6 separate regions of the Mus musculus genome follow, and all the other regions are linked to region 2. A link is a contact called in public Hi-C, HiChIP or PLAC-seq and promoter capture Hi-C data. All regions are on one chromosome and are shown on one strand. Each heading gives the region's core, a stretch centred on a gene start, on an enhancer-like site or on the middle of the called end of the contact. The rest is flanking DNA. Distances are from core to core; before and after follow the strand shown. Region 1 overlaps Vps13b (vacuolar protein sorting 13B). Region 2 holds the start of Osr2 (odd-skipped related 2). Region 3 has its middle 36 kb from the start of Gm22208. Region 4 holds the start of Nipal2 (NIPA-like domain containing 2). Region 5 overlaps Vps13b (vacuolar protein sorting 13B). Region 6 overlaps Gm32970 (a long non-coding RNA gene).

Evidence for each region. Promoter capture Hi-C pulls out the DNA fragments that hold promoters and counts their contacts. A called contact is a pair of places that touch in the nucleus more often than the background predicts. HiChIP or PLAC-seq counts read pairs in DNA pulled down with a chosen protein or histone mark.
Region 1: a promoter capture Hi-C map of the 3T3-L1 cell line shows a contact between it and region 2, with 7 times the contacts expected there. The contact joins the enhancer-like site here to the promoter of Osr2 in region 2. A contact is called at or near these places in 9 of 39 promoter capture datasets (the 3T3-L1 cell line, cranial neural crest, embryonic stem cells and 5 more), 5 of 115 datasets of contacts at active chromatin or transcription factors (craniofacial prominence, embryonic forebrain, embryonic hindbrain and 2 more) and 1 of 9 other capture datasets (embryonic stem cells).
Region 3: a Hi-C map of embryonic stem cells shows a contact between it and region 2, with 3 times the contacts expected there. The contact joins the enhancer-like site here to the promoter of Osr2 in region 2. A contact is called at or near these places in 5 of 39 promoter capture datasets (the 3T3-L1 cell line, 3T3-L1-derived adipocytes, frontonasal cranial neural crest and 2 more), 1 of 484 Hi-C or Micro-C datasets (embryonic stem cells), 6 of 115 datasets of contacts at active chromatin or transcription factors (craniofacial prominence, embryonic stem cells and forebrain) and 1 of 9 other capture datasets (embryonic stem cells).
Region 4: a contact with region 2 is called in an H3K4me3 HiChIP or PLAC-seq map of forebrain, with 4 times the contacts expected there. The contact joins the promoter of Nipal2 here to the promoter of Osr2 in region 2. A contact is called at or near these places in 16 of 39 promoter capture datasets (the 3T3-L1 cell line, 3T3-L1-derived adipocytes, the HPC-7 cell line and 9 more), 3 of 115 datasets of contacts at active chromatin or transcription factors (embryonic stem cells and forebrain) and 1 of 9 other capture datasets (embryonic stem cells).
Region 5: a contact with region 2 is called in a Hi-C map of uterus, with 2.9 times the contacts expected there. The contact joins the enhancer-like site here to the promoter of Osr2 in region 2. A contact is called at or near these places in 11 of 39 promoter capture datasets (the C10 cell line, HPC-7-derived erythroid cells, cranial neural crest and 8 more), 4 of 484 Hi-C or Micro-C datasets (all in uterus), 13 of 115 datasets of contacts at active chromatin or transcription factors (bone marrow-derived macrophages, craniofacial prominence, embryonic forebrain and 8 more) and 1 of 9 other capture datasets (embryonic stem cells).
Region 6: a contact with region 2 is called in a promoter capture Hi-C map of pre-B cells, with 4 times the contacts expected there. The contact joins the enhancer-like site here to the promoter of Osr2 in region 2. A contact is called at or near these places in 4 of 39 promoter capture datasets (the 3T3-L1 cell line, the C10 cell line and pre-B cells) and 1 of 115 datasets of contacts at active chromatin or transcription factors (large pre-B cells).

What each region holds. Positions count from the first base shown.
Region 1 is chr15:35,840,807-35,845,951 of GRCm38.p6, reverse strand. It overlaps Vps13b (vacuolar protein sorting 13B), which reads right to left. Exons shown (of 62, transcript NM_177151.4): 42 at 4,354-4,703. Among named protein-coding and RNA genes, the nearest start is that of Gm41292, 44 kb to the left of the region's middle. Within about 2 kb of position 3,446, at least 7 of the 459 cell types and tissues checked have an H3K27ac peak or open chromatin away from gene starts, as enhancers often do.
Region 2 is chr15:35,294,178-35,298,699 of GRCm38.p6, reverse strand. It overlaps Osr2 (odd-skipped related 2), which reads right to left and starts at 2,602. Exons shown (of 4, transcript NM_001368665.1): 1 at 2,233-2,602. It overlaps Gm52178 (a long non-coding RNA gene), which reads left to right and starts at 2,666. Exons shown (of 3, transcript XR_003951500.1): 1 at 2,666-3,892.
Region 3 is chr15:34,564,988-34,569,456 of GRCm38.p6, reverse strand. No RefSeq gene overlaps it. Among named protein-coding and RNA genes, the nearest start is that of Gm22208, 36 kb to the right of the region's middle. Within about 2 kb of position 1,981, at least 14 of the 459 cell types and tissues checked have an H3K27ac peak or open chromatin away from gene starts, as enhancers often do. A contact at or near this core is called in embryonic stem cells and stem cell-derived epiblast-like cells, where this site is marked.
Region 4 is chr15:34,675,910-34,681,067 of GRCm38.p6, reverse strand. It overlaps Nipal2 (NIPA-like domain containing 2), which reads left to right and starts at 2,362. Exons shown (of 11, transcript NM_145469.5): 1 at 2,362-2,509. The coding sequence starts at 2,375. It overlaps 4930413F20Rik (RIKEN cDNA 4930413F20 gene), which reads right to left. Exons shown (of 4, transcript NR_045883.2): 3 at 2,867-3,025; 4 at 1,864-2,490.
Region 5 is chr15:35,873,929-35,878,769 of GRCm38.p6, reverse strand. Vps13b (vacuolar protein sorting 13B) reads right to left here. Exons shown (of 62, transcript NM_177151.4): 45 at 2,945-3,208; 46 at 2,307-2,390; 47 at 1,953-2,128; 48 at 1,103-1,273; 49 at 1-127. The region is part of intron 2 of Gm41292 (a long non-coding RNA gene); the gene reads left to right. Among named protein-coding and RNA genes, the nearest start is that of Gm41292, 11 kb to the left of the region's middle. Within about 2 kb of position 2,284, at least 4 of the 459 cell types and tissues checked have an H3K27ac peak or open chromatin away from gene starts, as enhancers often do. A contact at or near this core is called in uterus, where this site is marked.
Region 6 is chr15:34,773,920-34,778,642 of GRCm38.p6, reverse strand. The region is part of intron 2 of Gm32970 (a long non-coding RNA gene); the gene reads left to right. Among named protein-coding and RNA genes, the nearest start is that of Kcns2, 61 kb to the left of the region's middle. Within about 2 kb of position 2,697, at least 22 of the 459 cell types and tissues checked have an H3K27ac peak or open chromatin away from gene starts, as enhancers often do. A contact at or near this core is called in pre-B cells, where this site is marked.

The DNA.
Region 1 (5,145 bases), core at 2,197-4,696, 550 kb before region 2:
AACTAAAAGCATAGCTAAGAAAGCGATCCCCTTGAGGATCTAAACTTCCAAGTAGCTTATCAATTTGCAGGAGGTAACAGAGTAGACACCTGTCTCAAGTGGACCTCTGTTTCCTGGCTCAGGATCTACAGAAGGCCTCCCCCTTTATGGAGAAGAGGGGGGAAGTAAAGGGTGACCTAATTCAGAAGCAAGACGATGCAGGGGATTAGAATGATGCAGGGAACTAGGAAGTAGTACTTGGCGGTACTCAGCCAGTACAGAGACCAAACCTAGAACTCCATCAGCAAAAAACTGGAAACAATCCAACCTTGGCCATGCAAAATAACAGGTTCTATGGTTTCAGGCCATGAGGAGATCCTGAGAAACACATTCTATTTGACACCCTTGAGGACTACCATCATCATCATCTCCTCCTCCCTCCTCTTCCCCCTCCTCCTCCATCTCCATCATTTATCCATTCTTGCTTAACCTCTCAATTCTCATGGTGCAGAGCCTTGCTTGACAGGCACACCAATTTGCACAGATAGTTCGGTTGAGACCCAAGTCCTTGTGGCCATCACTGCTCTTACCTGAGTTCTAACTGTTACTCATAAATGTAAAGCATGACTGCCGTTTGGTTTCAGACACCAGCTTTACCTGGACTGTGCCTAGAGCACTAGCTGTGTTTCAAATCTCCATTTCTACGATATGCCAGTGTCTCCCCCCACCCCCCACTTCCCACACTACTCAGGCTTCATTAAGCTGTTTCCTGCCCCAGTCAGTTCCTTCTGCTGGGACCTCTATCCCACTTACCTCTTACCTCTTGCTGGATTGCTCTGCTTGTATCTGGCCTCCGGTTCTTCCATATAAAGTCAGTGCCTCAAAGTAGCTTTCTGAAATCCTCCCCAGGCCTGACTAGGTTCCCATTTGATGCTGACATGACACTATTCATCACCTTCAGAGTGCCTGCTTATTTGTTTTATTACCTGGAGAAGGAACAGGACCTGCATCTTTTACAACTTCATGTCTAATACTCTTAGTAATTCCTGATGCTTGAGTACTCAATACACACTTAGGAAACAAACAAACAAACAAACAAACAAACAACAAAAACAAATCTTTGTTTTCTAACTGTGCTAGGAGGTGAGCTCAAGGCTAGGAGCAGGGAAGCACTTGGCCAATGAAACACACCCTAGCCTAACTCTAATAATAACATTGGTAAAGCATGTGACTTTGTACAAACTAAAAACTATTTTAAAAGTGAACTTAAATATCCAATTTTTATGCTCAGATATAACTGCCAGTCACAGTTGGAATGAAATTCTTCAGGCAATCTTTTTTTTTCTTCCCCTTCTGAATCTCCTGGCTGTTGCTATGTGCCTACTTTATCCAATCCTACTTAATGTATTTATCTAAAACCTTTAATCAACTAGAATCACAGTGTGTAATTAGTTTTGATGAGATTTTTCCACTTGGTATTATATAATCAAAATATAATCAAAATAAACTACACTCCTTGTAAGCCTTTCTGTCTCCTTTCCATGAGAGAGTAAAACCATGAAGGAGAGGATACGGCTCCAATTCCCACTCAGTTATACATCCTGAGGTTAAAGTGTACTTTTCACAATGAATTGGGATCAATCTTAACACAGATGTTAAGTTATCAGCTAGAGGTTGAAAAAAATCACATCTTCTCCTCATCCCTAAAACTGATGAGGGTTTAAGGAAGAAAATATAAATTAAGGAACAAAAGGGGGTTGCTTATATTTTTCTAAAGAACATTTGAGGTCTTCAGATGTTTCTCAAATGTTTCTTCATCTATGGAATGTATTATAACTATAATAAACTTCAACATTTCTTGGAATGTTTTAGATTCTGTTATATTAAAAAGCTTATACTCCTTTATATGACATCATCTACACTGAGTCCTAGAATGCTTGTAAGAATTTGTAGTTAAAAGATGGCTTATTCATACTTTAAGTTAATATCATGTTGAAGAAGCAACTACATGGTTATCTGTACGTTTGTTAAATAAGAGATGTGAGTGTACCTCTTTTTAAATGTTATTTTGCTCAAACCAGGAAAATTGACACAGAAAACAAACCAAAAAAAAAAAAAGTGGTATACACACATACACACAAATGTATGCATGTGGGGGGGTCGGGAGAGAGTGTTCTATAACCATAGAAATCAAGAACCAATGAAAGGCGATGTTAAGTTTGAACTTATGACGTGACAGTAAAGGACCAAACTGTTTCATACCTGATAATATGATTTTAAAAACTAGATGGAGAACTCAAATGTTTTATTCTACTCATTAAATTTATTTTCATTGTAAATAACTATAGTATATGTCAGCATTATTAAACATATAATAAAATTCAAGTTTCAGAATAAACTTCTTTCTAGAGACAATAAATCACATTCAGGACAGAAAAAAATGAGCACAGAAGCCTTTATCAGCCTGTTTCAATGGCAAACGTCCTCTGATTTCAAAGTAGTATACTTTCATATTTACTTTAGCATACACAGGGTCCAATGCCTACCATATTAAAACTTGGTGGCAAGTACCCTTGACAGGGGAGGAAACAAGAAAATTATAGCAACAATTACAGAAGCATATCCTCTTGTGGCTCATGTTAACATTGCCAAATTCCTGTATAAATCAGAAGCAACTATTCATAGAATGTACCTGTCAGCAATCTGCTGTGTGACACATGGCTCTACTTAATGGCCTATCCTTTCAAGGCACTGTGCTAGCCGGGCATTCACAGTCTGACGAGGTTTAGGACATTTGAATGTTTATGTACCAGATTTTATTTATGTGTATAGCTGTGTCTAAGAGAATATTTTTTCTCTGTAAGAAACTGATATTTTGAAGGCCATTTTGCAGTAGTTGCTACATATGAGTTTGCTTATAAAGCTCTGATACTAAGACAAAAATGTCCTGGATTTTAATGTTCTATCAAGAATTCTCTATTTTCTACGTTTGTTTTTTATTAAATGCATTGTTCAGAAAAAAATTGAAGCTAGAAATTGGAGCTATGGAAGTTTTTTTTTCACATTGCTATTTGAACCAGCTGCAAAGATTTCGATCACACTAGCTCTTATTTTACGCATGTCCTTTGCAACATGAAAACCATGGAATGCCCTTAAAAAAGACTTCAAATACAAACCAGATGTGTTATCTTCTTTCCCTTTGCTATTGCAGTACCACGTTAAGCAATTAATTCTTTAGTCTTCTATAGGTCTTCATGCATATAAAGCAAACGTTAAATTTTATGTCTGTAAAATCTAATTCTCATAAACATTTTAGGTTAGAGAACTTGAAAATTTAGAACTATTTATTTCATAAAATTGTTTCCATAAAGATCCTCAAGATATTCTCATAAAATCCCCCCTAAGTTCTCCTCCTTGTCCCCAGGAAGGTTCTTTCCAGGAGCAAACACCCTCCCATAGCTTCTAGTGCCTGCTGCTGAAAGAACTCAGACAAGACTCACTCTGGGAAGCCGTCTCTACAACTGTGTGTGAGTACGCACAAAATGGCGACACAGGTCTTAGCGTAACTGGTGACTAAATGTGAAGGCAATAATGAAAATCAGCACAAATGCAGAAGGGATTTATTGTGTAATCATCCAAATACTCTGTGGGACTGTTTCCATTCTGCAGACACAGGTCATTTTCCATTTTAAGTATGCCATTCACCATTAGTTTATAGTCTATCTATTTTCTAATGTGAGTAATTTCTTATAAAAGATACAAGAAAAACAGTAAAGTTATTACAATTCTCTATGAATATAAGAATCCATTCTGCAGTGCTTTCTAGTGAATCAAAAAGATAGGATGTCTGCAAAGGAAAACCAAGAATGCTCTGCTTCCAGGTTCTAGGCCATGGCTCATTCATGTTTTTGTTTGAAAATCTAGAAAGCTTAATTTAAGTCCTTAATTTCTACAGTGGACATTCAGACAGTCTGGTACCTACCAAAGTTGAAGCTTTAGTTAAATAGAACCACAACATTAAAAAAAAAAAAGTCTTGGGAATAAGTTACTCTCCACCCAGATATGGTCGATTGGGCCCTCAATAGATGGCATGACCTTGACACATGTGTGGACCCACGGTCTCCAGAGTCTGTAGAGAGAACTCTGCATCACTTATCTAAGCAGATGCCATGACTCTGATCAGTGTCAAGCCACAGTGTCCAGAGCTTTGTAAAGAGAACACTTGCATCACTTTTTCTAAACAAAGTGGTGCCCTCAAACCCTTCATCCCTCACATTTGGGTTTGGGTTTAACTTATAATTAAGTGGTAACACGGAGTGTACAGTAAAAAGATCGCATGCAGCCAAACTATAAATGCTTCTGGGGTGTGCATACCTGTTGCCACGCTTGTATTGCAGTGTTTAAGGAATGAACTACATGCTGCCCGAAGTTGACAAGCACAGAGTCCACTATCACGGTGGAGTCCAGCAGCTTCTGCACGCCATCACTGGAAAGTGCCATCTGTCCACAGATGCCAAAGGGTTTCACCACAGTTTGCATCGTGACGTTTCTGCATTCCAGAAGTTTACAATCCATCTGAGATGAGAACTTGATCTCCTGGCAGACAGGACCACTGTTCCACTGCCGAAGATGCAGGTTTGGTTCTCTGAAGGAAATGATCATGTATTCCAGTTCAGATGGCACATTTTTATCAGAAATGAATGGCTGTAGGTACTGTGGTGAAGCTTTTAAGAATAAAAGAAAAGTGGCAATTAAGATGTGTCAATACTTCATGGAAACAAGTGAGGTGACGTTTAAATGATTCACTTTGTTCTTAAATTTAGTACTTGAAATTAATAGATTTAAACAATTGCTTTAAAATGTTAAATTTTTTGAAGTACCATTTGACATCCGAAAATACACTGTTTTGTTCAATCAGGTCTCAAACGCATATTGCTCAAAGGTTATTTTCACTTCCATAGATAAAAAACGTTTGATCCCAGTAATGAATAAGAGAAGACAACCATCTAAATCTCTGTCTACTAACAAAATCTCTAAAGCAACAGAAACATGACTCTAGAAAATGCTTCAACTCTATTCTTGCTGAAAAGAAGATGCTTAACAGCAGCTAAAATGAGTTTAATCTCACCTTCTCCATTACATGTCAGTTGAGAACCTAAAACCTAA
Region 2 (4,522 bases), core at 1,353-3,852:
GGTCTCAGTCAGAGCATTCAACCGAAACTGTAAACTCCCATTAGTAATAACTTTCCCACCACACAAATCACTATTCACTGCTGTTCAGCTGCAACACTGAACCCCTCTCCTATGGTGTGTGTGTGTGTGTGTGTGTGTGTGTGTGTGTGTAGGAAGATTCTACTAACATCACTGTTTACTCTTCAATTAAAAACAATAAATTTCATCTTTATTTCCGTCTCCGTAGGTAATAAGGATTTTCCAGAAAGTCAAACCATTTTCCCCCTAGTGTCGAAAGGCAGCCTCTCTCCTGCATGGAGAGGAAATCAAAATGATTATCTGGATTTATTCTCAGTCTAGATTTCTTAGAAATAAATGCAGGAGGCAATGCATGGTTCTCAGAATAGACGGAGGTGGCAGGATGGCTCTGTTGAACAACTATACAACAGAACAACTATAAAAATTGATGATTTCTGACTCCAAATGCTCCAAGTTAACTTTGCCATAAAGGTCACAATCTTAATTCTGTCTACAGAAATCCGAGTGCCACTCTTCTCTTCCCAATGATTTATACTGCAGAAAGGAGACTTATAATTTCTGTTACTCCCAAATTGCCACTTCATAGAAAGTTTGCTTTCTTTGCAAGGAAGAGTCATCTGGTTTGAGGAAGAGCAAGCCAGTCTGCCCTCTGATATCTCTTTACAAATAGAGTGCCCTTAAACACCTACCAAACATAAATAACCAGAGAGTTCAGATTCCCACGCCCCTGTTTAGTCTCTAGCAATGTAAGTCAAATCATCGCTCAAGTCAACCCATGGAACTAAGGTACTTTCGTTTTGTTGGGGCTGCGGACTTACTCCATCTCAGGCACTAACTATGGGCCCTCTGCTGTCATCTCTCCACTAGCATGTTTCGGACCACTGGTTACCTTTAATTTTGCGAGGAAAGTTAAACCATGAAAAGTCATAAACGGTTCAATGGAGAGAAAGCTACATTTCTTTCATCGGTTTTCAATGGAATTCTCAGGCATGTTAGACGATTTGTAAAATTTAATTTCGCTGGCTGTCAGCAAAGTACATATTAATTTCAGTTTGGTAAAACTTTAAAAACACTGGAGAGCACAGGGGTCCTGATTATTTGATAAAGACTCTCCAATCGTTGGTAATAGTGATGTTACATTGAATAATAATAATAATAATAATAATATCGTTCGGCGTTATCTGCTAGACCCTGTGTATGGGCTTCTGAGTAAAATGACAGATGGATGAATGGTTATGTTCGCTGATTTTCAGTTCAAACACAGCAGAACTGTGTAAAAGCCAGAGAGCTATAGTAGAAAGAGATCTACGATCATGGTGGGGGAGGAGAATTTGGTCAAGTGGGGGGGGGGCACGAAGTTTCTGCCCCTTCCCCGTGCCTCTGCCTTCCCGAAGAGTTAATTAAATTAAGGCGCCCTCCGCATAAACTGGGTTTGTCTCCGCTCCCTCCCTCTCCATTTCATTTTCTTGTTCTGTTCAAGACTGGAATTTGTGGAGCAGAGAAAGTTGCTGTCTGCACCCAGTTTCGCTTCGAAAGCAGTCAGAACTCTTTTGTTCTCTGCTCACAGGTGGGGAGACCGATCCAGCGTTGCTGCCTCCACAAACACCTTGTCCTGCCTCCTTCCTACAACCGCGACTCCATTCCGAGCTATTTCTCGACAACCCAAGCGTCTCAGCTCCTGAGAAGCTTGCCTGTTGGCCTCTGGGCGAAGACCGGAGCAGGAGGAAAAGCAAGAGGCCAGTACACGGTTGGAAAAAATAATCACCCATGACTGGACTATTCCCCTGTGAAATGCGCCTTCGGAGTCGCTGGCTTGATTGCACCGTGTGTCCCGGCCCTTCCGTGCTGAGTGCCGGAGCTGCAGTAGGAGGAAGCGTGGATCCCGCTTTCTAGAGCAGGGGAGCAATATCACGGGGTGATGGGATCTGGCCACAAAGTACGATGATCGGCCTTTATAAATCTTGCCGAATGCGTAAATCTACCAAAACCAAACTAAGGGACAGCGCACAAAAGTACAACTGAGTGTATTAGCTGGGAGTCGCGTGCAGGGACCGGAGGAGGCCAGAACACGAGGCCCGGGACTAGGGTCCGCACGGCTGCCTTTCATTTTCTGAACTTGTAGCGCTCCAGACTGAGAACCTGGGCGCCCCTTGAGCACCCACATCCCTCCCTTCCTTTGGAAGGCTACAGCCTGGCCCTGGAAAGGACACTCACCGCCAGAACCGATGTCTGCCTGGGCAGCGCGGTTCAGACTAGGTCCGGACAGCAGGACGCACAGCTTGGAAAGGTCATGAGGTCCAAACTGGGAGAACTTCTTTTTCGGCGCGTTGTCCCGGGAACCGAGAACATGATCTGGGGGAGCGAAAGCGACAGCGGTAATTGGTCTTCGGCAGTCCGTGGAAGCGGGATGTGTAAAGAGCGAGCGTGTTGGGATGAGTGCTCAGAGCTCGCCCAGATCCCGGTGCCTGGGCCAGTTTCTGACCGCGGACTGCGGGTAAAGTCGGAGCCCGCAGCCCTGCAGGGCCATCACCCTCCGGCTGCGAGCGCGCTGAGCTCCGTCCCAGCCCGCGTCCCGCCCCAGGCTGCCCCTGGCCCGGAGTCCAAGGCTTTAGTAGCGGCCCCGCCTCCCCTCGCGGCGGGCGTCCTGCAGAGGAGCAAGGCTGCAGCGCCCAGGCTCCGCCTCCAAGCCCGGCGCCCGCTAATGGTCCACTCTGTTTACTTGTGTTTGGATAGCAACTGAGTCTTAAAGGCGCAGGTTTGCTTGAGGTTTTCCCAGTTAACCCAGACACAGAGCCCAAGGTGACTCAATTCAAACCTCACACAAAGACAACGCCCATCCCCTCTTTTTGGATGACACTTTCCTCACACCGATAGAAGTCCGACTACTGGATCTTTGCTCCCCCAAGCCCGCAGAGAAGTCCAAAGGGCATTTCGTACTTTTACTCGGTTAGCTGTCGCGTCATTTTACACATCTTAACACTTTTAATATGATCATCTGCTTCAAAGGGCCAAAGCTATCAGTTTTAGATTTTGTTTTCCAGCATATACCGCCCTTCCTCCTATGTAAAACAGTTCTGCCCATACTTTTGGTCAATTGTGACTATGTGTGTAGTCTGGTTTCCTCCCTGTTTTCAAAACGAAGTTTGTTTATGAAGGTGACAATTGACTAATTTCATAATTAGTGCAGAGACATCTGGATGTTCCGGGAGAAATTTCTTTCAATATCTAAGCTTTAATCAGCTAATGTACATTTCATAAGCAGTTAACCAACTTAGGCAAAGGAGTGGGCATCTGCAATCCATTGGCAAACAATAACCTGCCCATCTGGAATGGGTGAAGAACAATCTTTTTTAAATTTTAGGAAAAAACTATTCCAGTGCCTCAAAACGTGCATTATCTTCATTCTCAGCAAAAATTGAGTTCATTGTTCAGCCGCCAGGAAAATTGATTGAATTTGACATGTACTGTTAGGTTTCTTAGTTCTCCTAAAGGTTTAGTTTTGTGAGCGTGTAAATGAGAGGGTATTACAGTCCCTCTGGAAAAGGATGTCAGGGAACGATAAGATCCACTTGAAGCAACTTCTTTTCAGACGCAACGCGCCGCCGGAACAGAACTAAGCAAACTGTCCCTCGTCCCAAACCACTTGAGGACACTTTAGCTGGTGCTTGCAGAACCATAGATCTTTTAAAGGAACTGTACAATTCAAACGTGTTTCACCAAAAGATGCTTTTCGGTCGCCCCCTCAAAGGACAATTACAATAACCTCAACTATGTGAGGAGATGGATAGGTGTAAGCAGAAAGCTACGAGCCGAGCCGAATCGTCAAAGACCAAGCAGGAAGGCAGGCAGACACTACGGAAACGATCCCATTAAGGTAAAAGCCTTTTGTTTTATTTTTGTCAAGGTGAATATTAATTTTCGTTTCTTTGGTAAAACGTAATTCAGGACTAGCAGGCCATCTTCACCAATTGTAGGTTCGCAAGGATTAGGAAGTGAGCCTGGGACAGAGACTGGAGTGTTCAGTATCCTGTAGTGCTTAACTACTTCAGAATAAATTTGATGGACGCAGGAGAACGCCTAGGAAGAGTTGGGGGTTTAAAAAACCGTTTCTCGAGTGAGTTCCATAGGGTGCTTTCATTTTAGCGCTTGGTCTTGAGCCTCAGCTCCCAGGATGCCTGCGGTTCCCTCTTTCCAACCACCTCATTCCTTCGAACAGCCTTTCTCAATTTAGAGAACTGGAGGGAACTTTCTTTACATTCAGACCCCCCCAGGACATACACGCACCGTTGGTGACCTGAGCTTTGAGCCAGTGCTTTCTAGTTCCCTTGCACTAAAGTGGAGGCAACTTCTGCATCAGCAGGCTTCGCACCTTTGGGCCCGTGTGTATTGAGTACTGAATCTCTCGCTTTTCAAAACCGTGGAATTTCTAACCCCCCTTTCCGAAAGCTCCCTGAGCCAGCCTGTTGCTGTAAACACGTTTACCTCGCGCTTCTCAGCCTGGGAA
Region 3 (4,469 bases), core at 732-3,231, 730 kb after region 2:
GCATATGCTGGTAACATGGGGAGGCCCCTCCACTGGCCTCCAGTGACTGGAGCTGATGTACATTTAAAAGTTTGGAGTAGACTTGAGAAGAAAATGGTGGCATTTGCTTCATATCTAAGAACGCAATATGGATATGAATATAGTATTAGGACTTTAGTGACTGAGAGATGGCCCAGCCAATAAAAATGCTTGTCACATAAGCATGAGGACCTGAGTTCAGTCTACCAGTCAATGAGCTCCAGGGTCAGTGTGGTATCCTGCCTCCCCAAAATTGAAAAGGACACCTAATGTTCACCTCTGGCCTCTGTAGCACAGCACTCACAGATATGAACGTTCACACACACATTAGTCACTTTTCTAGTTGGTGTCATCAAACCTATGGTAGAGACAACCTAAGAGAAAAGGTTGATTTGGCTCACAACTTCACAAGTTTTAGTTGAGCACAGTGGAAGATATGATGGTGAGACAGGTTCCCCGTGGCTGTGGAAATGTAGTAGTAGAATGAATACAACAGGAGAAAGGAAAAGCAGACTGGGTGAAGCAGAGGTCTGTTTTAGGGAGCTCTTGGGGACCTAGCCTGGCTCTGGAGACCACAGGTGTGTGCAGCTCACCCCCCCCCACACACACACACACACACTTTAGGGGCACACATTACAACCACACCCACTCAGTCCCCAGCCAGCCAAGAGGGGACTACTGGACACCAAAAATGCCCAATATTCACAGGCTCACTGGGCTGTAGCCTCCCTCAGCCTTGAAGCAGGCTGATCCAGACTTTGACCTTGCTGCCACTAAGAAGGAGATTACCTAGGGTAGATGCTATGCATACTCTAGTGAAGTTTGCTTGGCAGGCCAAGAGGCCTGGGAGCACTCACAAGGCAAAGAGTTTCAGAGAAACTCACCTCCTAGAATATTGGCGTTCTCATAACCCATATACTCATACCCTACCCCCACGTTAGTCTGGTGTATGGATCCACGTGCTCTCTTTTAGTATTATTTTAGTATAAGTGCCTTTAAAGATTGAATTCTGACATAGCTAAGCCTTCGCCAGTGTTCCAACATCCTAGAAAATCCTTGAAGCCGACAAACTTGGAATTCAGTAGGAATTCAGTGAGAATGTCATCTATTCAGTAACATTCAAGTTTACTTCTAGTAGAAACAGTGAAACTAACTAGGCATTACAAAGAATGGAGCTAGAATAGCTCAGGGCTGGTCTGTAGAGTGATTACTTAGGACAATAGCCAGTCTTACCCAGACAAGGGAATACACTATGGTCTAGCGAATAGGTGGGTTTACCATGAAAGAGTTGGGGAATCCCACTGAGACAGGAATCTTCACTACAGCCAGGTATAGCAGGCTATACTGCATATTAGAAGCAAGTTGGTGAATTCTTCTGACAAATGGAGATTCTCCACAGATACTTAAAAGTTACACTCATACAAGAATTTATCGAGGCCTAGGAAATAGGAGGTTTGCATTATTCATGAGAAGGTCTGCTAGAGCAGAACCCCCTGGTGCTAGCTTTCACAAGGCTCAAAGGAGTAGCACAAATTGTGACTAGGGTGTGAAATCCTTACCTGTCTTTAGCTGACCCTAGGCAGGGAGGTTTTAACTTTACTGTAAATATTACCTGGTTCCTGTAAGTCCTTTTGAAGTCATTCCTTTGTTTTGTGCCAGGTAATTTCAATGTACTTTGCCTGCTGTGACATCCTACCCCCTTTATTTTCTGTATTATATAAGACTGGTGTTCACTTTGTGAAAATACATTCAGACTCTACACAACCTCTTGTGTTGCGTCTGTCTGTCATTCGCTGACTCCTTGTCCATCTGCAACCAGAGATCTGTTCTATGCAGACAGGGACCAAAGAGAGTCTGCAGCAGGTAGAGCCTTCTGACCTTGATGGCTCTATTTGCTCATCTCCAAGACTCTGCTTCCTGCAGAAAGGTCCTTGAGACGTTCCAGAGACACACCCTATAGATCACCTACAAGCTGGCTCCAGGCACCAAAAATGGGCTGGCGGGGGATGGGCCTACCCTCTTTATAAGCACGGACTCTCAGTAAACTTCAGAGGCTTTAAACAGAAAGGTTTGTCTTGGCCTCATTCTTTTCTCTATGTCTGATCTCTTTCAGCCCCAGCCCGCCTTTCAGGGAACCCAGTTCACATGGCCGCAGGTGGCTACACTGGGCCTAGAAAACAACAGTTAAATGTGGTTTCAGGCACCATAAACATGGACACTGTCTCAGATTATAGTTCAAACCACAAAAACAGTGGAACTCAACAAGCACAGGAGGCAGTATTCAGATAAGAAAAGGGGAGCCTTTAAATGTGACCAGAGAGCCCTGGTAGATTGCCTGGCTTAATCTGAATGAACATTACCTCATTAGTTTTTAAAGGCTTAGTGTCTCTCATGTATCTATCTAAAGATGGCTCAGGCATGGCTAAGCGAAAGCGCTGGTACAAAAAGGGATGCCGAGGATGTGGGGCACAAGGGGAACCCTCTTCAAAGTGAAAAGAGAAAGATCAGTCTCCCAGTCAAAAAGCAGCTAGAATTCAGAATGCAACAACAAAGGAACCCTTCAAGGACCCACCATCCTGTCTACCAGAGAGTGTACAGCTAAGCAGGTGGGTCAAGACAAACTAGAGAAGTAAATTAATGAGAGTAAGAAGAGCCCCTCCCGACAGAGCAAGCTTTACTATACTACCACCAGCAGCAGCACCAATACTACCCCCAACCCCAGTACCATCACCAATAGCAGCAGCACTGCCACCACACCACCACCAGCAGCAACGGCAGCACCACCACCACCAACATACTACCACCAGCAGAAGCAGCAGCACCATCACCACCAGCAGCAGCAGTAGCATAACCACCAGCACCACCACCACACACTGCAAGCTAGGAATTCTAAAGCTCTGCCTTCTGGACTAGATGGTGTATATCAGTCTCCTGGAGCCCTCCCTTCCAACTGCTCACTCTCCACTATCTCCAGGGATCTGGGCATTCTGCAGCTATCTTCCCTTTTGGGTATGGGGGTATTGTAGTGGCAGCCTAGGACACTGCTGCTACCCAGGGCACAACAGCATACTGGACCTGTAAAGGACAGCAATCTGTCTCCAGGCACAGTGGACTGGTTGAACATTGTACAGCCTTATCTAAAGTGAACCACCTGTTTCCTGCTGGGCTCAGCTCCTGACCTTCCAAGGTCTCCACAGAGTAGACCTTCATCCAAACCATAGCTGAGGAATGACAGCCTGGAATCTACACTCATTTTCCACTGAAACAAGGGAAAGTAAAGATGGCACCAAACAAAACCAGCTTCCAGCACTTCTTGTTTACTCTTTCCAGAGTCTCCTTGGCCAGGGGCTAGAGAGCCCTTCTTGAGGGAACACAAAAAGCCAGTTTGGGTTTTCTAGAGTTGTTTTTTCTTCCACGGTTCTACCGCCCACCTTTTGTTACATGCAAGTTCACTTGGGGGTTGGGTTCAGTCACAATGTGTTTCTAGCACTATTCAGAGATAGACAGGCTGCTGCTTATATGCTCCCTATATGCCCTTGCTGACCTCCCACTGTCCTGTCTATACAGAACGCTAATTAAGTTAGAGCTTCTGAATAAGATGTAGGAGACATGACACAAACGTGAAAGGACTGGGGAACCTGGGACCTGTGCCTGGCACCAACACTCTTCCACTTCACAACAATGTGAACAAGTGACATCAGAATTAACCCCTGGCACACCCAGGCTGGGCAGGAAAAGCTACCCAAAAGGACTGAGCAGTGCCACCACCCCCCACCCCAAGACATTGGATATAACACACACATGCATGACTGCGAGTCCCTTCTTATAGCCACTGGGATGTCGAGCATGTTTGGACAGAGTGATGAATGAGCTATTTCTGCGTGGCCAAAGACGACAGGTCTTTGTTGCAGATTGGTAATTGGCCCTTCCCACAACCCACACAATACTCATGTAGTCTCCATTACAAAAGCAGTGAGAACAACTTCACTTTCCACACTGAAGTTAATAATGGAAGAAAAAAATGTACCTTGTGGCCAGGGACGCTCTGAACACTAGAACTACAGCTTATCAACAGAAAATTGCTGAGAATAAACCCATGTCTGTTAACCTTTTTTTTTTAGAAGAATGATTGAAACAGAAAGGTAGATTCATTTAATTTTCATAATTTAAAAATTGACAATTGCATAAATATCTTTCCAAAAACATCAATAGGAAAACCATCCTGTCCTTGTGAGGAAGAGAAATGGAGCAAAGCCCCAAGCCATGCAGCCTCACCGGGAGGCAGTGCGATGAGATGTGCTGCGTTTCCCAACTCCACACTGCCAGAATGAGACCTTCTGAAGGGCTTTAAAGAGGTAATTCTGGTATAGGTGGAGCTTTAGGGTAAGCCCTTATCAGTATGTTTGGTGCCCTTACTATTAGAAAGGAGAGGTTTAGATTAGACATACAAA
Region 4 (5,158 bases), core at 1,113-3,612, 620 kb after region 2:
TAGGAAGTGAGATACTGGAGCTGATCTTTACCTTGAACCCTCCATTTATTCTGAGATGCTCATTGTTAAATACTACTACTACTAATAATAATAATAATAATAATAGTGATAATAGTCATAATAATAATCATGATAACAAATCAAAAAACAAAACACTAGTGTTAACTGTGTCTTGCTAAAAATGATGTTTTTAAAGTTTTACTAATTCTGCAATTAAATGATCCCAAATAAGGAGGACCAAATGGAACCCATTCTTCAAGTGCTAAGTGAAGTCCAGCTTCAAATGATGTGGCACTAGAATTAACAAGAAGTCAGCCCTTAGATTGTAGCACCAAGAACTGAGAGACTGAAATGAAATCTGCCTCGCCCCCAAGAAGCCCTGCAAGAGGCAGAGGCCAACAAAAGCAGGAACAGTCTTCGAAGCTCCACCTACAGGGCTGGGACCAAAATAGTTCACACGCATCCCTGCCGCCTCCTGTGAACCCCGTGGGAAGGCACTCTGGTCACGAATTGCTTGTTTCAACCACCCACACACACTAGGGCAGCAGCAGTGATGGCAGCCGCATCTTGGAACCCATCGATCGACTAACCAACAGCACGTAGGCTTCACATGTTTCTCCATCAAGTGCTTTCTTTCTCCAAAGGTTTTATACAAATATAAAGAGATCGAAACTGATTTTCTAAGTTAAGAAGTGAAGAAGCTTCTGAGTTGTGAGCAACAGAGCATGGGGGCCTGATCATAAAGGTCTCACAGAGCAGGCACAAACCTGTGAACGTCCCTGGAGATGGGGAAGGTCGATCTGTTTAGTATTTTGCTTGTTAGAGCCTGCCTGCATGCCTACTTACAATCTGGCTGACAGATAATACTCAGGAGTGATTGTGCCAAGCTCTGCCAGTTCCCCTCTGCCACCCCTCCTCATCTATCCTCACATACTACTCTCCAGGAGGGAAATGCCCCAAAATCTCTGGCAAGTAAAGCTAGGCATGTGACTTATTCCCAGCCAATGGGGTCAAAGGAGGAGAGATGATGGTTGTGGAGGTTGGCGATTCTTGGACAACCATTTTCCATTAAAGAGTATGCGGATCCCAGGCATGGCAGAGCTGAGGGATGGGAGTGTCCTAGAATCACATAGCAGGCATGTGTTTCAGGGGTATGGTGCTTGCTTAACATCTAAAGGCAATGGGTTCGATTTATAGCACCATATACTTATGAAATTAATGAAATTTATATAGCGAATTGATTTTTCTTTGGGGTATTTAATTGAAATAAATTCGTTTCTTTAAATTGAACATAGTTAGCTACAATTATTAATTGTTGACTTAACATTTTGTTTACTCAAGCAAGAACCAACACAACTGTCAGGACGACTTGCCTTTTTTTTTTTTTTTTTTTTTTTTTTTTTTTTTTTGCGTCTGAAATGACTTACACTCTCTTCTCTGCTTTACATATTTCCCCTAAGAAATCATCACAGCTTTCTCCCAGGTCCCTTTTTCCCTCTCTCTCTTCCTCTCTCCCTTCTTCCCTCCCTCCTTCTATCCCCCCTCTCCTCCTCCTCCTTTCTCCCTCCTCTCCTCTCTTCTCCTTCCCTCCCCTCTCCTCTCTTCCTGTCTTGTTTCCTCTCTCCCCTATCTTTAAAGTGCATAGCTTAAAGAGTCTCAGTGTCTTGAAAACAAATTCCCAGTGTAGACACTTCATGTAATAACACAAAAATCACAGAATGTTCAAAGTGACAGACAAGACAAAGATCATTTGTAGTGTAACCGAGTTTAAAACCGGTCAGACTAGAATATCCAGTATGCGTACTTAAGGTTGTTCTTAGCATTTCTGACTCAACTTAAATCACCATATGGGGCAGCTGACAACGTTTCAGCAATTCTTTATGAACTTATCTGACAGCCTATCCAGCTGCCATAGGATATCTCTTCTCTATTCTTCGAATAGTTCCTAATGGTCACTCTGTGGCTGGGCTCTTCATTCACAATGTGCCCAATATTGGGGAGAGGGAGATTATGGCTTTTTCTTTTTTCCATATGTGGAACATTTTAAACCTTTTACACGCGCGAACTGGAACTGCCAAGGGTGCCGGTCACTCTTTAGATTAATGGATAGCTCCTTTTCTCCCTGCACTTGGACAAACATTTGCTTTGTGCACAGTAGATCCCAGAGGCAAAAGAGATGATGTCATTCCTGCGCTGACAGGTGTAGGCACCGGGGCCCAGAAGGGAGCGGCGGCAACTGGGCCGAGCCCGGACCTCACCTGCGTGCCGCAGGAGCCAGGTGCCGGCGCCGGGTCGCCGGGCAGGAAGTGGCTGCGGCTGCGGGAGGACGGACGGGAGGGCCGCGCCCGAGTCCCAGCGCGTGGATTCAGTCCTCATGGCGGCTCCGGCGCGCACAGCCCCCGAGGACGACGCCTCGGCCGTCCTAGACGAGCTGTCTCGGAACTTCACATACTGGGCACCAGGCCCGGGCAACGGCTCGCTGTCGAGCGCCTGGTATCGCAGAAACCAGGTAAGGCCGCCCGCGCACCACAGCGCGCCGCCTGCCAGCTCCACGCAGGCCCCGCGGAGGCGCCAGGCCTCGGTGCCTTCCTGCCAGCTCTCCGCGCTCGCGACTGGGCGAGTGGGTAGAGCTGACACGTGACGCTGACACTTGGCTACCCATCCCCTCCGCCCCCTTCCCCCCTCCCGGCCTCGGCGGAGCAGCAGACCCCCAGGCTGCTCCCTGGTCTCACTCTTGGGCCTTTGGGTCCCCAAGGACCTCGCCTCCCCCAGCTTTCTTCCCCTCCTGCAAGGCGGTGGAGGTGGATTTCCACTTATTTTTCAGGCCAGTTTCCTTTCACAGTTAAAAAATAAAAAATGGTGCTACCCTTCTCAGAAGCAGAAACTCATTAAGGGGCTCCCAATGTCAATTCTGTGCAGAGTTGTGTCTCCAAGGTCCCAGCAATCTCAGCATCAACCTTCCCAGATACTCTCAGCTGCAGTACTTCATTGCTCGCTGCTGTCAGCCAAACACCACGGGTTTATGCTGGCAATATAAATTTAAGAGCATCAAAGAGGATCGGAGGTGTCCCCTACCCCCTCTGCTGGCCCTAAGATCAGGCAGAGAAGCAAAGCTCTCCCTAGCATTTATATTCCTCTAAGTGGGGCAAGTGATTGATCTTTCAGGCTTGCGTTAGTTTTCCTAAGCCTGTTACTTTGTTCTTGTGCATGAACAAAGCCACAGATCTTTTTTCCTTTGCAAGAATAAGGCCATAAATTTTTGTTACTGTTGTCCTCAGTGGGATATTTAACCACTAATCAAAGAGATCCTTTTTATGCTTGAAAAGTATCCTAAATGTTTGTTTCTGAACTTGGAGGTGATTTGTATAACGAATAAATAAGCTTAGATCATCTTTTTAATGTTCAACACAGGAAAGATTATGGCTTTAAAACTGTTATGTCACAAAAGATAACAAAATGGGGCAGGGGCATTGCTCAGACACTGACTGACTCTCCTTGCTTCCACTGTGGAACTACAAAGAAGAGACTTTCCTTAGTGTATGTTATGCTTGTAGTAGACACATTTCCAATATAAGTTTAAGAATGAATGGTCTGCTCTTGGTAAAATATTAGAGAGTTAGTAGATGTGACCCACCCAGGCATCATCCAAACCAGGAAACCATTGTTTTCACTAGAGAACTTATGTAGTCATTAGTTTTCTTAAACATTTCCTGGAATTCTTGATTGTCTTGGCTCTCCCAAGCACAGATTATCATGTGACACAGATGTTTGCAAGGCTTAACTTGCTCTTTATAGTACACAGTTGTACATCAGGAGGGTGTGTCCAGAAGATGCTAAGTGGAACTCCTAAACTGACACGTTAGCTGCAGTTGGTTGAGATAAGACGATGTCAGCCTTTTTCATCAGTGTGCAGAGTTAGGCCATCTTAAAAGCCATGGTATTTTAGCCTTTTGCTGTTGCTGAAAGGACAATTACTTTTGTTTCAAGGAAAAGTACAAATTGAATTTTAAAATCAATTCAACAAACATTTTATCAAGTGCCACTAGTATTGTCCAGGACAGTAAAAATAAATGGAATCTAGCTTTTCCTTTCTGATACTAACTGAAGAGAGAGATGGCTGAATATGGCCTATCACTTCAGAAAAACCAAGTGTGAGGTCTGAGCCCCCATGCCCCACAACTCATGATTGGTCCTGGGATCGACTGGCTTCTTGATGTTTCCCTCAGTTCTGTCATATCTGAGATGCTTGCACAGATTCTTTTTGGTGGTTGCCCAGCTAGCTCTCTGTGTTTTCACAGTGATTGTCATCAGGTCTTATCAAGTAGCCTTCCTCCATTGAAAAGTCCTGCTGCCCCCAAAGAGCTTTCATGGAACAGTGGCCACTTAGAAGCAGTGCTGCCAGAGACTGACGTAAGAATGCCTGCAGCAGAAAGTCTCAGAGCAAACAGTAGTAACCCTGGGCGAGTAGCTAAGAAACCACTACAGTTTGCACTGAGATCCTGTCCCACTTGGAAAGGTGGGGAGCTGGTATGGAAGGTTAGGTGTGACAGAGTTTTGCCTGCACGATAATGTTGTGTCCACACATTTTCATGACAAAAGGCTAATTAATGTTCCTAAGCACTATGGAAATATTCAGTGTGGTCTGAGACCCAAACCTTTCTTTCAGGAATGTTATTAGGTGACTAGGAAGATGTCTGTAACTCCAAAAATGGGGCATGTGGTATCATGTGAGTGGTGTAAAAGCCAGTGGAAATCCACAGTCAGGTAGCTTTCAGCTGGATGGTCAGGGATTCAGTTGGACACTTAAGAATAGGTAGGTCTTTATGATAAGTATGTTCAGGTGGAGGACATTTTAGGAAAGGGAAACCCTGATGACAAGGAACAGCTCCACTTTCTAGGAATTTCCATGCCTACAGTTTGTGGACCAGACTCAATGGTAGATGTGGCAGTTAGGGAAAATGGAGACTAAATGTGGGAATAGGGCTTAGGTCCTTGGATCTGGTCCCAGATTGCCTTAAAGGAAAAGTAAGGAAATTAGTTTTATCTGTCAGATAATCAGGAGCCATTGGGGGTTTGGGTCAGGCAGTCCAAAAGTCAAAACAAATTAAATTAAAAGAAAAAAAAGTACCACTCTGGCAATGGGCAAAGAGACACCATG
Region 5 (4,841 bases), core at 1,035-3,534, 580 kb before region 2:
ATCCCACTTGGACTGATTGATAAGCAGGGCCCAGGGTAGCAGTTCTATCAACAGGGTTCTAACATATGGTTTCCAGATTGACAGTTTGACTCGCATTGGGCTATCCCACTGACTCAGCTGCTCATTCCTGGTCCAAAGAACACATTCAAGTGACTCAGTGAACTATGATGAGTTCAGGATTTATACAGTATGTCTGAGCATTCCAGACACACAATGCTCCCACAGGAAGCCACTGTGCAGGACAGCAGCGCACAGCAGCCTCACCCAGGGTTGCACTTGCAAGCAGGAGAAAGCAGCTTTTCACGTAATGATGCTTTCCTCTTTGAGTAAAAGCATCCATTAGGCTAAACCAAACTAGATGACATCAGAATCCGATGCATTCAAAGGCTCTGCTCCATGGCATTTACTCTCTCTAGCATAAGGGTTAATCAAACTATAAAGTTGACTGGACTGAGAACTACATAGCAGATTCCTCTGGGCACAGTGATGAAGATGTTTCAAGAGAGGATTAATTCTGAATGTGAGCAGTACCATCCAATAGGTTGGGGCTGAGAGGAAATAAAAATAAGACAGAAAAAGCTAGGAGCAAAAACATTCTCCTTCTGTCCTCTGGCTGCCATGGCAGGGGCTCCTCTGCTCTGCCTTCCCTCCCATAATGGACTAAAAGCTCAGGAACTGTGAGACAAAGTCTTTTCTCCTGCAAGGTATGGTACTCGGGGATCTTGCCAGCAATAAAAAGTCTCAATAGCAAGCTAGTAGCTTGGGAATGGTGTTTTTCTTTTTTCTTTTCTTTCTTTCTCTCTTTCTTTTTCTTTTTTTTTTTTAGTATTTTTTATTAGATATTTTCTTTATTTACATTTCAAATGCTATCCCCAAAGCCCCCTATACCCTCTCCCTGCCCTGCTCCCCAACCCATCCACTCCCATCTCCTGGCCCTGGCATTCCCCTGTACTGGGGCATATAATCTTTGCAAGACCAAGGGCTTCTCCTCCCATTGATGGCTGACTAGGCCATCCTCTGCTACATATGCAGCTAGAGACAGAGCTCTGGGAGGCTTCTTAATGTTTAGAAGTACATATAGAAAACGAATGAAGAATGTCACCTGTCAGAATCTTTGTTACTGTAAGGCCAAGTGGGCTCCTGGGACTTTTCTGGCCCATAGAACTCATCAAGCATCTCATTAACTGTGCCTCCAGGCTGTATCTTAGTGGCTATTTGCTTAATGAGGGCTGTTGATATGGGAACCGCACAATCGGAAGGGTCATATTCTTCCCTAGGAAGTGAAAAGAGAAAACAGTAACAGATTTTTAAGAGTGATTTATTTATTTATTATATATAAGTAGTACACTGTTGCTGTTGCTGTCTTCAGACACACCAGAAGAGGGCATCGGATCGCATTACAGATGGTTGTGAGTCACCATGTGATTGCTGGGATTTGAACTCAGGACCTCTGGAAGAGCAGTCAGTGCTCTAAACCACTGAGCCATCTCTCCAGCCCGCTTAAGTAATTTATAATTTACCAAAAAAAAAAAAAAAAAAAAAAAAAACCAAAAAACAAAACCTAGAAATGTAGTTAGATTCACACTGTTCTGTGGGGTATTCTCCCTCCTCTTTCCTCTTTCTTCCTCCTTCCCTCCCTCTCTCCCTTCAGTGAGTTGGAGATTTATGACACAATTTTTAGATGGCCTGTGTCCTGGCTCTTCTTCCCACATACCCATGCTTGGGTGAGATCTCTAGTCATCTCTTCTCTGCAGGAAGGTGTCAATAAAATCTAAAATAAATTACATTTTATGATTCTACTTGGTTATTTATAAGCTTAATGAAAACGGCCAGATTCTATGTAGAGCCTTACTTAACATTTTTCTCAGGTCAGAATGTAAGTAAGGCTGCACCATGTAACCAGAACAGCTTGAGGCTACTTTACTTCTTGGGAAAATCCGCTTTGCTCATACCGTGCTTGAAATGTCAGGTGATGTACAAGGTCAGGTTCGACATTTTGCAGTGGATTTTCCTGCCCTCTTCCTGGAATAATCTGTGTTTCACTCAGACCCAGACTTCTTTTTTCCAAATGTATAATAATGGGGTCTGGAAGATGACTTCTCATGATAAAGAGAGGGCTGAACACGATCTATAAAAATAAAAGGACAGAAACAACTTTCATATTTGCTTTGTTGCAGTATTCCAGCTGTTTGATGCTGAAACATACGTGTAATAAATCTCCTCCCTGGGTCACTGTGACCTTATTCATTTGAGAACAGGAAAGGTCAGTGTTGGACACCATGCCTCAGGATTGGGAAAGCACTCACCATTCGCTGCTGAACTTGAGAGTTGGGTTCCAAAGTCAAAACTGTGCACCACACATAAATAATGGAACTGTTTGAAGTAGGCACCTGCACACGAGATAGGAAAGGCCCTGTAAGATCCAAAACAGCCTGATAATTAAGCAAAATATACGGAGTATCAGTTTAGATGATGAAAGAAGTTACAGTTACAGGAAAAAGCCACTAGGAATACTAAGGAAGTAAAACCAGACTTAAAATGAAAAGGGACTCCTTTCTGCAAAGGTGAAGAAGTCTGCACATGGATAGTGACGTGAGATGGGGGAAGAATGAAGAGATCCAGTTCTTAAATGGACGAAGATGAAGGTGGTGAAGATTCAGACAGAGACTAAAAACCATCAATCATCACAAAGATGCTCAAGTGGGGAGGTCAAGATTCCAGTCCCACCTCTGGGAAGCCCAGAGACGGGAGCCATTGCCGGAATCACTGACCAGTTTTTTTTTTTTTTTTTGTTGTTGTTGTTTTGTTTTCTTTCTTAGATTTCACTTTCTGCATAAACCAGTTGTGATTTTATTACAAAGTATGGGCTACATAAAGTAAATGCACAATGAGAACATTTCTGTGTTTAAAGTCACTCTTTTCCAGATATCAGGGACTCTCATACCTGGATGACAGTGCTATACTCAGAGGCTTTGGGTTCCAGACACACATCTCTTGACCAGTCCTCGTCTCCCTTAGCCTTCACACACAGCTCTGTCAGTTCGTTGTTTTCTAATATGTACGAAGGCAACTTCTGTTTGGCTGTGAGGCAATCAAAGTGTTCTCGAACTACAGCTTGTCCATCTTGACCAATGTAATGCTGGACAACTTTCAGTTCTATACTCTGAGACAAATAGCTACAGATGATCTGTCTTCCGCAGATGATAATCTAAAAGATGATACATAATATACAAAAGGTTCATCAATTTGGATGTCATTAACCAGAAATATGTATTCTTTTGGGAGATAATGCTGATGTTCATTACAGATGAAGTCATCAGTTTAGTATGACAGCGAAAGTAAGGAGTCTTTAAAGAAAAAAAATGAATTTTGTTCTGATCATATACAGTTGATGATATTTAAAGAGGGGACACATAGGCTGGGAACCAGTGAGCAGCTGGAAATGGTGAGGTGCTTGAGCTAAAGATGTGTGCAATAAAAACTGTGGAAGCAGGTCAGTGCGTAGCTCACCTGGCAGACAGGGTAGAGGGAGGCGCAAGCCTGCCAATCACCTTAAGTACACTCAGTGAGAAGCAAAAGGCTGGAGAAGGGGCAGAAAGTGGGTCCTGTAGGAAGAACTTTGCTCATGTCTTGAGAGGTGACTGACCAGGAGATGGTGGTGGTCAGTGCTGACAACGGCTACAGAAGCTGCCACGCATGGGATGAGAAGCAGGCCAGTCACTCTGTAATGTGAGAGGAGCTGACATCATGTGCTCCCTGAGGCTGCTCTCCAACAGCTCTCTTATCTGCTAAGAGATCTTGGTGGAAACTAATACAAATGAGCTTTGATTGAAATACAGAATTATATTATATTTTGCTTTTCTACATTGTAGAACTATACAACTTTAAAAATAAACACATAGAAGTTTCCTTTAAACCCATGGATTATCTAATTTTGCAACCAGCTAAGACTATAAACCATAGAAGGTAGTAAGAAATATTTTTGAGTTGACTGAAATTGGAAAGATATTGCAAAATTTATTCTTACACAGTTAATATTTTAGAAAGCAAACCCTTCTGTAATATGAATATTCACCATGACTAAGGAAAACAGGTTTTTTTTAAATAGAATTAAAGATTGAACCCTGGGCTTTACACATCCCAGGCTAGTGCACTATTACCGAACTACTACCCCAGTCTCTAATGTAATACTTTTATAAGCTTTATAACTTATTTGTGCTATTTTTCAGATTATAAAATAATATCAATAACACATATATTATTATTATGGGCCTAAGTGTATGATAATCAATTTTAATGTATCAATTTGACTGGATATTGGACTGCTTAGGCATTTAGTCAAATGGTATTTATCCTGGACATTTCTAAATGACATTATCATGTGAACAGGCACACTGAGTAGAACAGACTGTCCCTCCTTCAATGTGAATAGTGCTAAGTCTGAGGGCATACATTTTGCTGCCTGAACAGGGACACTGATCCTAGCCATCTCTTTCAAATGGAAATAGTTGCTAGTTTTGGGTAGCTCTGCCAGTTCTGAGGATTCAGGGTCAGACTAGAACTGAACATTGACACTTGAACTTGCTGACTGCAGAGTCTGGGACTTCTGTAATGGGAACTGATTTATAATCAGTCAGTCAACTGAATAACTTAACAATCGATTCTTTCATATTATTAATTGGCTCTGTTTTGATAGAGAACCCTAACTCAGTTAGGTGCTGCTGTGATTCTCCTTAACAAGACGAAAACACAAGTATGTTGACATTGATTAGCTTGCAGGTCTGTCCCATAGTCTATACTGAAGACAGCCCCAATAAGCTTGCATCCTAAAAACCTAACAC
Region 6 (4,723 bases), core at 1,448-3,947, 520 kb after region 2:
CATTTAATTGGGGCTGCCTTACAGGGTCAGAGGTTCAGTCCATTATCATCAAGGTGGGAACATGGCAGTATCCAGGCAGGCATGGCACAGGAGAAGCTGAGAGTTCTATGTCTTCATCCAAAGGCTGCTAGTGGAAGACTGACTTCCAGGCAACTAGGGTGAGGATCTTATGCCCACACCCACAGTGACACACCCATTCCAACCAGGTCACACCTATTCCAACAAGGCCACACCTCCAGATGGTGCCACTCCCTGGTCCAAGGATATACAAACCATCACAAAAACAAAAACAAAAACAAAAACAAAAACAAAAACAAAAACAAAAACAAAAAAGAAACCTTACTCTGCCTTGTTGCAAGATCATTACTCAAGCAGCTCCATTAACAGTGAGCGAGCTGAAGAAAAGTCATAAAGAAAACATTGGTGAGATTCCACATGGCTTGTTCATATTCTTCTAGCAGAGTCCATCTTACAGTGTTTAGATAAAGACACTAGCATGTCAAATTTATTCTAAAACCTCCCAGAGGAGCTCTTTAAGAACTAGCAGTAATGTCAGAATATTTTGAGCTGAATGAGCTAGAGTAGTCCTCAAAAGCAGCATGGACTGTAGTGGTGAGTTTTTGCTACACCACTTTGTGCTCCTGGTGGGTTGTATGCACACACCAGCCCAGGAGCTATCACACACACACACACACACACACACACACACACACACACACACACACCAGTTAATTTTAGAATGCCTTGGCTACCTCAAATTCTGGGCACTTCTAAACCTCCCCTGCTACCCAGTTGGGGAACTGGCCAGTGGCCGCTTACCTGAAATCTCACATGGCTGGTTGGCTGTCTTTCCTGCAGTTCCTGTGTCCCATCCTTCTACCCTGAGTCATGGCGATTTTCTATCTCCTTCCTCCTGTGTCCTAGCCAACACAATTCTAAGGAACCCACCCCATCTCACTTTGCCCAACCACTGGCCACTGGCATCTTCCTTTATTGCTCTATCAAAACCCAACTGGGGACAAGGACCTTTATCGCTTGGACATGCAGATTCCTGATTGAATTAGAACCAATCTCCAACAATGGGCACTTTCTAGTGCTCCTTTTTGCTCCATGTCTGCTCATACTCTGGTTCATATGTATCTGACAAATGCTTTTAGTTGATAACTTTACCTGTTGAGTTCCTATCCAGTCCTCTTACGCATTTTTCATTTGACTGAGGTGGAAAATGAACTATTTCTAGTTAAGAAGCAGAACCATTATGTAAGGCTCAAAACGTGGGGGAGGGGGCAGTGTTCTGTAAACACACATGTGCACATGCATGCACACACACAATCAGAGGTTTGACAGAGTTCTCTAGTTCTTAAGAATGGAGTGGCAGGCTCCCCAAAATGGCAGTTTTGAAGACAATGTCCTAAGACGGTAGTCCAGGCCTGATCCAGGCCAGATACCAGATAAACAGAAACCCAAATTCAGCACTCCTCCGAAACCTCATCATGTGTATTTCTATTTGTCAGGAAAGTCACGACTTCCCTTCTCTGGCCCCAACAGTCAGTAGATAGAGACAAACTGCATGTGGTTCCCAATCAACCTGAACATCCTGCACCAGCTCAGGTCCCCCACCCTGCTGACGGCCACATACAGCACTTGTTCTCCCACTAGGCTCTTGCTCTTCCTCTCTGAGCTAGTGCGGTAGTCTCTCTTCCAATGGACTGTCTTTTCTACCCACGAGGTGATCTAGTTCAGCTGTTTCATTGATCCTCATTTACATTTGGTACCCAAACCTGGGAAAGACACTTGAACCCCTAAAATCTTTACTATAACCAAACTAAACTGCTGACTTGGCTCTCCTGGGCATGGATCATTTGCCTTTGCTGGCCTTTTCTACCCACCATATTCAAATATAGAGTGTGTCTCTTTGGTTACTTCTCTTTACATTTTATTACTACTCTTTTCTCCCTACCTACTGAGTGCCTGCCCTCTCTCTCCCTCTCCCTCTCCACCTCCTCCCTATCTCCCACCCCCTTCCTCCCTTCCTCCCTTCTTCCATTTTCCTCCCTCTGGCTCAACAGAATCCATACTGGTATGCCAGGCTGCCTCCCAAGCCCTTTTAGGCACCCCAGTTACATGGACAGGATGCCTGTCCGCTGTGATGCTGGGTATCTCTCTGACAAAGCTTGGTCCCCCAAGGATACCCTTGAACTGAGACTCCGTCTTACTGCCCTTCCCTACCCCTTACCATGGTGCTCTCTCCGTGTCTCCATTTATCCTCATGATAGGAATAGAGTTCCACAGCCTCTCTTTCCTCACACTTAGACATGCAGTTGGTACCCTCATTCTGGTGGGATTCTTTTCACAGCCCCCACTACCTGGACTTAGAAAAAAAGAATAGTTCCTAAGTCTCCTGCCTCCCCTTGCTGGGCCCAGGGAATTCTTTACTGCTGCCCTTTCTTAAATCTCCCGCCCCTCATTCAAAATTAGACCCTTCAAAACTCCTCTCGCCCTTCCTTCTCAAATCTCTTTCCCTTTTCAGACTCAAGGATACATTAAGCCTCCCATAGGGTGGTAAATTTTGGCAAACTGAAAGAGGTTACCCAGAGGCCAGATAAGAATCCTGCTGAGTTCACTGCCTGACTCTCCTTCAGCACACCATGCTAGAGTCTAATTCTCAAGAGGGCATGCTTGTCCTCAACTTTCACTTCCTCTCTCAGGATCCTGTTATTAGAAGAGAACTTAAAACATACATGATGACCCTCAAAACCCTCAGAGAGCACAGCTGGAAGTAGTGTTAAAGGTGTTTAACGGAAAGGAGGAACAGGAAAGAACGGTAAGGCTTCCTGTGATAGACAGAAGTGCCAGTTCCTGGCAGCAGGCCTCAGGCCACCTCCAGAGAAAATGGGGCACAAGCAGACTCCATATAAGACATGCTTCAGGCATAAACACTGGTCACTGGGTGAAGAACTGCCCTGGACTTTGCCTGTCACCAGGACCCTACCCTAACTGTCGACAGGCAGGATGCTGTAGGTTGACTACCCTTTTTCTTGCCAAGGTAGGTATCAGTCCCCCACATTCCTCCTCCACAGGAAAATCTCTTGGAGCTTCTGGGTCTGGCAGTCAAAAACAGATGCTTCCCTGGGACCCCAGCGCCTATCAAGGCCATTGAGATCACCACACTTCTGTGGTGCAGCAAGCTTAAGTTTCTGCCACTTTTAATTGATATGGTGGCTATATGGTTCATACTTCCTGCTCACTGCAGTAAAACCTACCCTTCTCAGATCACTGTGATAGATGTTGACAGCTGGCCTCACCAGCCTAGGGTTACAGGCCCTCTCCTCTGTTCCCTCAGGACCACCAGGTTATCCACGTCTTCCTCATTATGTCTAGCTGTCTAACCCTATTACTGGGTAGGGATGTCCTGGTCAAACCATGCTTTTCCTTTTCCTTTTTGTTTTCGTTTTTTAAAAAAAATCTAACCCCTTCCAGAAATTTCCTTCTACTTTTAGTGTCTGAAGAGTTTCCTTGACCCAGACTTATCTTCATCCACATAGTCTAGTATCTGCTGCTGTAGCAACAAGCAGGCCTCAGTGAGCTGGTCCCAGGAGCTGCCTGGTCAGTCCATCCACAGCCCAAAGTTCTGGTTTTATCCCAAAACCTTTCTGGCCTTACCAAAAGGGTACACAGGACAGACATGCTGCTTGCTGGTGATACAAATTTGAGATCACTCAAGGAAACATTAAATTATCTGAGTTTCTTAAATAAAAAGCTTCAAAATAAAGTTCAATTATCTATCAGTCTATACTGATTTAAAAAAAAATCAGTGAAACTTCCCAACAGGCTCACAAACTTTGTCACAAGAATGTAAAGAATATAAGGAGAGAGAGAGAGAGAGGAGAAAAGAAAAATGAATGAAAGAAATTCCTTGGGTAAAACACATTTGATCTTCTTCTGCTAATAAACAGAAACCTATGAAAAACTTCACAAATATTGTTAATATTCTACAACAAGACACAAAAAGACAGTAAGGAGATTGCTACTATCTTGTTTCATTCATTGACTTATAAAAATACAAATTCTGATTAGCCCTGTAAGTGTTTGAAGTGTAAAAGTCAGTTAGCTTTCCTAGAGCTAACAGGCTTCCTTCTGGGACAGATAACTCACAAATAGGTTTCAGTTAAAAAGCAAAGTCTACCTTCTTCTTGAGTTTCATGTGTTTCGTGAAGGGGGAACAAAATACCCATGGAAGGAGTCACAGAGACAAAGTGTGAAGCAGAGACTGAAGGTATGACCATCCAGAGACTGCCCCACCTGGGGATCCATCCCATAAACAACCACCAAACCCAGACACTATTGTGGATGCCAACAAGTGCTTGCTGACAGGAGCCTGATATAACTGTCTCCTGAGAGGCTCTGCCAGTGCCTGACAAATACAGAAGTGAATGCTCACAGCCATCCATTAGACAGAGCACAGGGTCCCCAATCAAGGAGCTAGAGAAAGTACCCAAGAAGCTGAAGGGGTTTGCAGCCCCATAGGAGGACCATCAATATGAACTAACCAGTACCCCCAGAGCTCCTTGGGACTAAACCACCAATCAAAGAAAACACACGGAGGGACTTGTGGCTCTAGCTGCATATGTAGCAGAGGATGTCCTTGTCAGTCATCAATGGGAGGAGAGGCCCTTGGTCCTGTGAAGGTTATGTGCCCCAGTATAGGGCTAGGGCCAGGAAG